Linked DNA regions of Mus musculus: regions 1 and 3 are each linked to region 2. A link is a contact called in public ChIA-PET data. All regions are on one chromosome and are shown on one strand. The core of a region is the stretch at or near the end of the contact, and the rest is flanking DNA. Distances in the headings are between cores, read along the strand shown.

Evidence for each region. ChIA-PET counts read pairs in DNA pulled down with a chosen protein or histone mark.
Region 1: an RNA polymerase II ChIA-PET map of memory CD8 T cells shows a contact between it and region 2, with 15 read pairs. The contact joins two enhancer-like sites. A contact is called at or near these places in 1 of 39 promoter capture datasets (embryonic stem cells), 3 of 15 datasets of contacts at CTCF or cohesin (CD8 T cells, the NIH/3T3 cell line and pro-B cells), 10 of 484 Hi-C or Micro-C datasets (the AML12 cell line, the Ba/F3 cell line, the G1E-ER4 cell line and 6 more) and 8 of 115 datasets of contacts at active chromatin or transcription factors (embryonic stem cells, extraembryonic endoderm stem cells, memory CD8 T cells and 2 more).
Region 3: an RNA polymerase II ChIA-PET map of memory CD8 T cells shows a contact between it and region 2, with 32 read pairs. The contact joins two enhancer-like sites. A contact is called at or near these places in 4 of 115 datasets of contacts at active chromatin or transcription factors (bone marrow-derived macrophages, double positive thymocytes, embryonic stem cells and 1 more).

What each region holds. Positions count from the first base shown.
Region 1 is chr7:81,153,841-81,156,540 of GRCm38.p6, reverse strand. All of the region lies in intron 11 of Slc28a1 (solute carrier family 28 (sodium-coupled nucleoside transporter), member 1), which reads right to left. Among named protein-coding and RNA genes, the nearest start is that of Slc28a1, 40 kb to the right of the region's middle. Within about 2 kb of position 1,335, at least 81 of the 459 cell types and tissues checked have an H3K27ac peak or open chromatin away from gene starts, as enhancers often do. A contact at or near this core is called in memory CD8 T cells, where this site is marked.
Region 2 is chr7:80,972,271-80,975,046 of GRCm38.p6, reverse strand. The region is part of intron 2 of Gm32178 (a long non-coding RNA gene); the gene reads left to right. Among named protein-coding and RNA genes, the nearest start is that of Gm32178, 7.8 kb to the left of the region's middle. Within about 2 kb of position 1,261, at least 12 of the 459 cell types and tissues checked have an H3K27ac peak or open chromatin away from gene starts, as enhancers often do. A contact at or near this core is called in memory CD8 T cells, where this site is marked.
Region 3 is chr7:80,778,177-80,780,876 of GRCm38.p6, reverse strand. The region is part of intron 2 of Iqgap1 (IQ motif containing GTPase activating protein 1); the gene reads left to right. Among named protein-coding and RNA genes, the nearest start is that of Iqgap1, 24 kb to the left of the region's middle. Within about 2 kb of position 1,441, at least 245 of the 459 cell types and tissues checked have an H3K27ac peak or open chromatin away from gene starts, as enhancers often do. A contact at or near this core is called in memory CD8 T cells, where this site is marked.

The sequences.
Region 1 (2,700 bases), core at 86-2,585, 180 kb before region 2:
TCTGATCTTAATATGGTCACTTTTCAGCACCATGCTAAGTGTTTTCTGACCATTTTCATCTATCCTTTGTGGCCAGGTAAACAGTACGTCTGTTCATTTACAGATATGGAAACTAAGCAACAGAGTCGCTTTGATCCTGAGTACAGGATCTTGCAAATCCTTGTTTCCCTTGAGGGGCAAATCAATAGGAAACATGAGTGACCAACTCCTGAATGTTACCATGACCAGCCTGGGTTCAAGACCTCTGCACTGAGAGACCAGCTTGTTTGGATTTGCAGAGAAAGTTGGTATCTATCCTAGAGCCTTTGGAACAACAGCATAATTGGAAATGTATGTGGAGGTCATAATGAAATGATTCAGTCAAGTGACACTTGGTGCTGTGTGACAAAAGAGAAGACCTAGGCTGGCACTGTCCAATACAAACTCAACAGAGACCATATCTGTAATTTCACTCCTGCTACATTCTTTAGATTCAGTCTTGTGTAGCCCAGGCTAACCTCAACGTTGCTATGCAGTTGATGGTGACCTCAAGTTTGTGGTCCTTCTTCTTTACCTCCCAGGTGATGGGCCTACATAGCATGTAACACCACCCAGAAAAGCACCAACACGGTTACTGTGGCCAGCAGTCACATGTTTAAAAGTGCAAAGAAAGCCAGGCTGGGGGTACCAGTCTGTAACACTGACTATTTGGGAGGCAGAAGCAGGAGGTCACCAGTTCAAGGGCGGTCTAAGTAACTTAGTTAGACATTAAGAAAAAAAGGGGGGACTTAGCTCAGTGGTACAGGGCTTGCCTAGCATTTGGGATTGAGGCCCTGGGTTTGCTCTTGAGCAGTGAAGAAAGAATACTGGACACCTCATCTTAAACTGCCCATGTTTCAAGTACTCAGGAGTTCATGGCTACTGTGTTGGACAGGTCCTGCTACTATCCAAATACCTGCAATAGAAAGGATGTGGCCAAGGGTCAGAGGCTGAGCCACAAAGAGAAATCTGTGGACTGAGGGGACCATTGAGATGGCTCAGTAGGTAAGAGCACTTGTCATAACAAGCCCTGGTTCAATCCCCAGAACCCACGGTGGAGGGAGAGAACTGACTCCCTCCTACCCACACAAGCGTGCCTCTGACACGTGTGCCCCTGTGCTCATACACAAGCAATATAGTAAAAACGCTTTGGAAATAAAGAGACCATGAACTGGGAGTGTGGCTCAATGGCTTGCCTAGCATATATGGGGTCCTGAGTTTAAAAGCCAGCTGTACAAAACAAAGGAAAAGAACCTGGGAGGCTCCTTGGGAAGGCAGTGACAGCTAAGGCCCGGCAGGGGGCAGAAGAGAGCCTCTCTGCAGCCAGGGACAGAAGAAGTAGAGCGGAAGGTCCCTCTGTTAGGTGCTTTCCCAGACCCTGCTATGGCTGCCGCCTGGGGCTTTCCCTCTGTAGATCAGACTGGCCTCAAACTCAGAGATCTGCCAACCTCTGCCTCCCAAGAGCTGGAATCAAAGGTGTGTGCCACCACCTCCTTTGGCTTTATTTTATTTCTTTTAGTGTGGTAAGATACCTCCTTGCCTTTTAAGTCCCAGTTAATGACTAGAGGTGTCTGCAAAGCTCATGTGTCTAGAAAGAACACGGGGTGATTTTTAAAACAGATCACAAGGCCCAGAGCAAAGTTAAGATGTTTAAAGACCTTAAGATATGCAGGTAGCGTGTATATATGTCACTATTAAACCGTTTTACCAACAAAGTTTGGGGTTTCAAATTTCCTATGTTTAGGGTTTTTTTCTTTGATTTTTGAGGCAAAATAGCCTTCAGTTCTACATATAGTTAATGACCAAGGACTTCTGATCTTCCTGCCTATGCCTCCCAAGTGCTAGGATTACAGCTCTTTTTATTTTATTTTTTAAAAGATTTTAAAATTTATTTTTATTATATGTAAGTACACTGTAGCTGTCTTCAGACACCCCAGAAGAGGGCATCAGATCTCATTACAGATGGTTGTAAGCCACCATGTGGTTGCTGGGATTTGAACTTTGGACCTTCAGAAGAGCAGTCAGGTGCTCTTACCCACTGAGCCATCTCACCAGCCCCTGAGCTCTTTTTAAAAAATGAAATTGGGGCTGGAGAGATGACTTAGTGGTAAAGAGCAGTGACTGCTCTTCCAGAGATCCTGAGTTCAATTCCTGGCAACTGCATGGTGGCTCACAACCATCTGTAATGGGATCTGATGCCCTCTTTTGGTGTGTCTGAAGACAGCTACAGTGTATGTAAGATACATAAAATAAATAAATAATTTCAAGAAAAAGTAATATAAATAATATAAATAAATAATTTCAAGAAAAAAAAGAAAAAGAAAAAATGTGTACACATACACACACACAAGTAAATTTTTTCTCTGCCTATGTGAATTTAGGGTCCAATTTGTAATACTGGATTGGCCCATGAGAGGATTATGATATACATCATTTAGGAGGGCAGATCCCCAGGGAAAGCCTATGGAAAACTGAGCATGAAATTTGGAGTCAGATCTGGGTTCAGATCCTGGCTTTAACCATTAATTTATTCTCTGAGCCTCAATTTGCTTATCTATAAAACGGGGATATTAAAGCACCCAGCATAGTGCCTGATACATAATATGAGCTTAGTAAATGGAATTCTGGGAATCTGACCCAGGGGCCATTTGAAAAGTGTAGCCAGCTCTCTTTAAGCTCTGA
Region 2 (2,776 bases), core at 12-2,511:
ACACCTTTACTCCCAGCACTCGGGAGGCAGAGGCAGGTGGATCTCTGGGTTTGAGCTCAGCCTAGCATACAGAGTGAGTTCTAGGACAGCCAGTGTGACACAGGAAAATCCTATCTCAAAAAAAAACTAAAGGGGCTGGGCATGGTGGCTCACACCTTTTACCCCAGCACTCGGGAGGCAGAGGCAGGTGGATCTCTGAGTTCGAGGCCAGCCTGGTCTAGAGTGAGTTCCAGGACACCCAGGGCTACACAGAGAAACCCTGTCTTGTAAAATAAAACAAAACAAACAAACAAAAAAAAACCCTAAAGGAAAAAAAGAATAATTTATTACATCAAAGATGTAAGATTTGAGGCTGGAGAAATGGCTCAGTGGTTAAGAGCATTTGCAATTCTTCCAGAGGACCAGGATTTGCTTCCTAGCACCACATGGTGGCTTGCAACCATCTGTAACTCCAGTTTCTGGATATCAGATGCCCTCTTCTGGCCTCTGGAGGCAACAGAAACATGTGCATGCACATTCATATATACATACAGGCAAAACACTCATACACAGAAAATAAAGTTTTAAAAAAAGAAAAAAAACTGTTTAAAAAGGAATGAAGATTTCTATCTCTGTAAGAAGTCAATCTCCCATTTACATCAGTCCTGCCCTTCCCTTAGACACATGGCACCACACTGACACAAGCAGCTTACTCTGAGATTCAGTTAATCAGCATCATCTTCATTTTTAGGAGAGTGTTAAAATTTCTTTTCCTGATTGTGATGAAATGACAAAAGCAACTTAAAGTATAAAAGAGAAGGCTTATTGGAGCTCACAGTTCACACAGACAGTCCTGCTCTGTGGGGACTCAAAATAGCAGGAGCCTGAAGTAGCTGCTTATATTCCATCCACAGCCAGGGAACAGAGAGACAGAAAGAATGCTTGCAAATATTCAGCTAACTTTCTCCACTTTGTGTAGTATATGATCCTCTGGCTAGGGAATGGTCCCACCCATAATGAACAAGTTTGTTTCCATATCAACTAACTTGGTCAAGATAATCCCCCACAGGCATACCCTCAGGTGAGTCTAGATTGGGTCAGGCTGACAAGCAACACTAACCAGCACATACAGAAAGGTTAAAGTCCCTTGAAGTGTGGTTGTGTAGCTGCTAGTTCCTTAAGAAAGACTAGTGAGTTAGTTTTGGGGCACAATGTAGACAGGAGCACACTATGCTAAACAAACATCCTGTCTGAGCAAAGTGTCAGACGGTCTTACTCTTTCATTCCTTTTTTTTTTCTTTCCTGTCAAGAGATTTTACTCAAAAGTCAAACACACAGCTTCTACTTCCTGCTGCTTTCCCTACACGTGAATGCTTATGAACGTAAATTATCAACAACAGCAGCAAAAGCCATTTTTATCTGTCTAGTATTGGCAGAAAGAAGTTACCCAACCTCATTCCATCTGGCCACATCAAGCTATTAGGAAGAAACGGTGACATGTGTACAAGAACAACCACAGAACTGAATTGCCCTTTCTAAGAAATGAGCAGACCAGAATGTTCCTTGTCGTTCAAGGTCAAACTCTAAAAGAACGTTATTAAGCCCAATGGTACACTGACCGTTCCACATACCTTGTCATCCCTGCCCTGGGAAGCTGAAGGGATAACTAGTGGAAGGGTTACTCTGGGCTGCATGAGACTATGAGTACACACTATGAGTGTGTGTGTGTGTGTGTGTGTGTGTGTGTGTGTGTGTGTGTGTGTGTATGAGAGATGAGAGAGAGAGAGAGAGAGAGAGAGAGAGAGAGAGAGAGAGAATAGTTAACTTTTAAGCTCCTTTCAGCTAGGAAGGTAGAGCATGGCTGTAACCTTAGCACTTGGGAGACTGAAGCAGGAAGAATGCCAATTCCAGGTCAGCCTGGACTGTACAGTGTCTCAAAAATAGCTGAGGGCTGGGCTCAGTTGGGAAAGTACTTGCCTAGCATGCACAAAGCCCTGGGTTAGACTACAGCTGTGCATCAATTGGGTATGATAAGGCACAGCCAGCACTGGGGAGATGGAGGCAGGAGGATCAGAAGTTCAAATCCATCCCCACTGAGGAATCTTCCTCAGTGGCTCTTCCACCTTATTCTTTGAGGCAATGTCTCCCAATCACATCCCCAGCTCACTGACATGGCTACTCATACTCTCAAGCTGTTCAGGGGATCTCCTTAGCGCTCCACCTCAGACGCTGGAACTACAAGCCCACAGCTACACTCACCCAGCATTCAGCATTTTGTGGGTACTGGGAATCCTGGATCTGGCCCTGTTGTTTGCCTAGCATGCACTTTAACCACCCAACCATTTCACCTGAAAGTATTTAAACCTGAATGAAAATAAAAATGCAACACAAGGAGCTGGAGAGATGGCTGAGCAGTTAAGAGCACTGACTGCTCTTCCAGAGGTCCTGAGTTCAAATCCCAGCAACCACATGGTGGCTCACAACCATCTGTAATGGGATCTGATGCCCTCTTCTGGGGTGTCTGGAGACAGCTACAGTGTACTCACATTAAATAAATAAATAAATAAATAAATTAAAAAAAAAAAAACACAAAAACATGTAGGCTGTACCTACAAAAGTAATGCATAGAGAGGCTCTTGTAACTGTAAAGGCTGATGTTGTTAAGAAGACGTCATCATGGTCGGCAGCACTTGGAAGGTACGGCACCACCTGTCTGGCACACAGTTTTGTGAAGCTGGAGTAATGTTTAATATCCTCCAGGGAGTTACATGTACTGAATCAGTAACCCACACATTCT
Region 3 (2,700 bases), core at 192-2,691, 190 kb after region 2:
CTATAGGAGCTGCTTATCCTTTTTATCCACTCTCCCTTTTTGGGAAGAGTTCTTGGGGTGACTTTAGGTAAGCTCCCTCCACTGAGCCCCGGGTCACAGCTACAATAACTGATCTAGAGTTGCAGACACTTAGCTATTGTCTAGGTTTCATTCAGTTTCCGTTTTTGTTTTTGTTTTCGTTTTTAATTATTTAAAATGAAACATTCTGGAAGTTGGCTCAGTGGGTAAAGGTGCTTTGCTTGCCTTGCCGCTAAGCCCGACACTTGAGTTCAGTCCCTGGAACCTCCTCTTGCAAGTTGTCCTCTGACCTCCGCACATACTCTGTGGCACACACATAAACAAATAAATAAATTCAATGAAAAAAAAGATTTGTAGACTTTAACTTAGATGACATAAAATTCATTTGTAATATTCAGTGAATTGTTAGTTTTTACCAACCCAGTCAGACAGAGGACCCGTTGCTATGAGAGACACCTTTTCTGATCCAGCTCTTAATAAAATCATTTGCTCGCTGAGCAAAGTGGTGGCACACGCCTTTAATCCCAGCACTCGGGAGGCAGAGGCAGGTGGATTTCTGAGTTCGAGGCCAGCCAGGTCTACAGAGTGAGTTCCAGGACAGCCTGGGCTATACAGAGAAACTCTATCTCAAAAAACCAAAAAAAGTATAGATGCCATCCAGAGTTCTCATTTTGCTCGTTAGCCTGGAAACAAGCTTTTGTGTTTTCCCCTCACTACTGTAGAATTTTCTTTCATCTCATGCCTTCTCCTCTGCAGGCCCCTTCTTTTTATTCCTACTGCTCAGAATAATCTTTTAAAATCAAAGTTCAAAGTTTTTTGTTTTTTTTTAAAGACTGGCTCAGGTAGTTTGGCTTGTAGCTAAGGGTGACCTTGGACTCCCAAGCCCTTTTTCCCTACCTCCCAGTGCTGGAATTACAGGTGTTTGACACCACACCCGACATTAAATCAAATTTTATCCCTTCATTCCTGTTTCAAATACGCAAAGAGTTTGCACATTTTCTTTGTCTCCTTCAGCCTGACCTGTTTCTTCCTATGAAACCCCTTTTCTGGTCCCCTCAACCCCAAAGGCTTTCCCTGGGAAGCGGGCTGCCCAGGGAGCCTCCTGTGACACACAGTGCTTGCTGTCTTCGGCTTGCTGGTTTTCTCCCTGGCCTGTACCTGGCACACACTGTCGATTTCCTCAGGCCGCTTGCACACCCAGGGGTTGCGTGTAAGGGTGGTTTAATGGAATCCCCAGTATAGGACTAGCTGACCATATTTGGGAGGTTTCTAGCATAGGGTAATCCTGGCCTGGAGTTCCACTGGGCAGGATGGGTGTGGCAGCTTGAGTTTCTGCTCCTGGAGGAACTGATTCTCAGCGGTTGGGGCAGCCAGTTCCGGCATTGGTCGGTTCCCCTTCTGTATTGCACAGAGCGGGGAAACCACTGAAGTCATGTGCTCTGCAGAACTTGTTCCACTGGTTTCCTCTTCACAGACCCCTAATTCAGATTCCCACCCTGATGCTTTTCTGCATATGTATGCTCTTGGTCCGGGCTTGTTTTAGCCTTGCCACTGTAGCGTTCTGGGATAGGCACGGCTTTGTTTCCCTGGTGGCAGAATGGGTAGGGCCAAGAACTGAAAAATGTTATCAGTAGGACCAGGTAGACAAGTATTATGTAACCACGGAGCTCCGCCTCTAGAAGATTTATTTCTGGGAATTGAGCAGTCTTACATTCTCTCTCTCTCTCTCTCTCTCTCTCTCTCTCTCTCTCTCTCTCTCTCTCCCCTCCCCCCCCTCACACGCACATCCCACACACGAATATATAGCTAACTTACTTATTAACACACACACACACACCCCACACAGATATATAGCTAACTTACTTTTTTTTGTTTTGTTTTGTTTTTGTTTTTAGAGACAGGGTTTCTCTGTGTAGCCCTGGCTGTCCTGGAACTCACTCTGTAGACCAGGCTGGCCTCGAACTCAGAAATCTGCCTGCCTCTGCCTCCCAAATGCTGGGATTAAAGGCGTGCGCCACCACTAATTTATTACCACACACACACACACACACACACACACACACACACACACAAACACAAACACACACCACATGGATATATAGCTAACTAACTTATTACCACACACACACACATATATAGCTAACTGACTTATTACCCCCCCCCAACACACACACGGATATATAGCTAACTAACTACTTCCCTCCTAGCTCTTAGTGTGTATGACCTCCACTCCTCACACCAACTTTAGGAGGTGTTAGGTGTTGCTCCTGTCCGTGTTACAGACGGGAAACGGAAGTCCAGTGGGGTCAGATATCGTGTCATTCTTGCTTACTCTTGCTTCCTTCCCTCTTTGCTCAGGTAGGGTAGGGCATGTTCCTATCTTAGCTGTTGTCACCTCCACTCTTCCCAGGCCTGCTTTCTTTATTGAGTCCTCCATCTTTGTTCTTTTCTTGTAGGCACGCCTACATCTTCCTCACAATGACTGAACACACACAACCCTGGCCCTGGATTTCCCCCCATCCTGGACTGATCCCCACTCCTTCCCCACTTCTTGTACCCCCCTTTCTGTATGTCGTGTCTCTTATCAACTCATACATCTATGGAAGCGACATCTTAGACACTCGCCATGATAGTGTCTGTCCAGGTGGCGGGCCAGCAGCCTTCACCTAAAAGGCAGTCTCA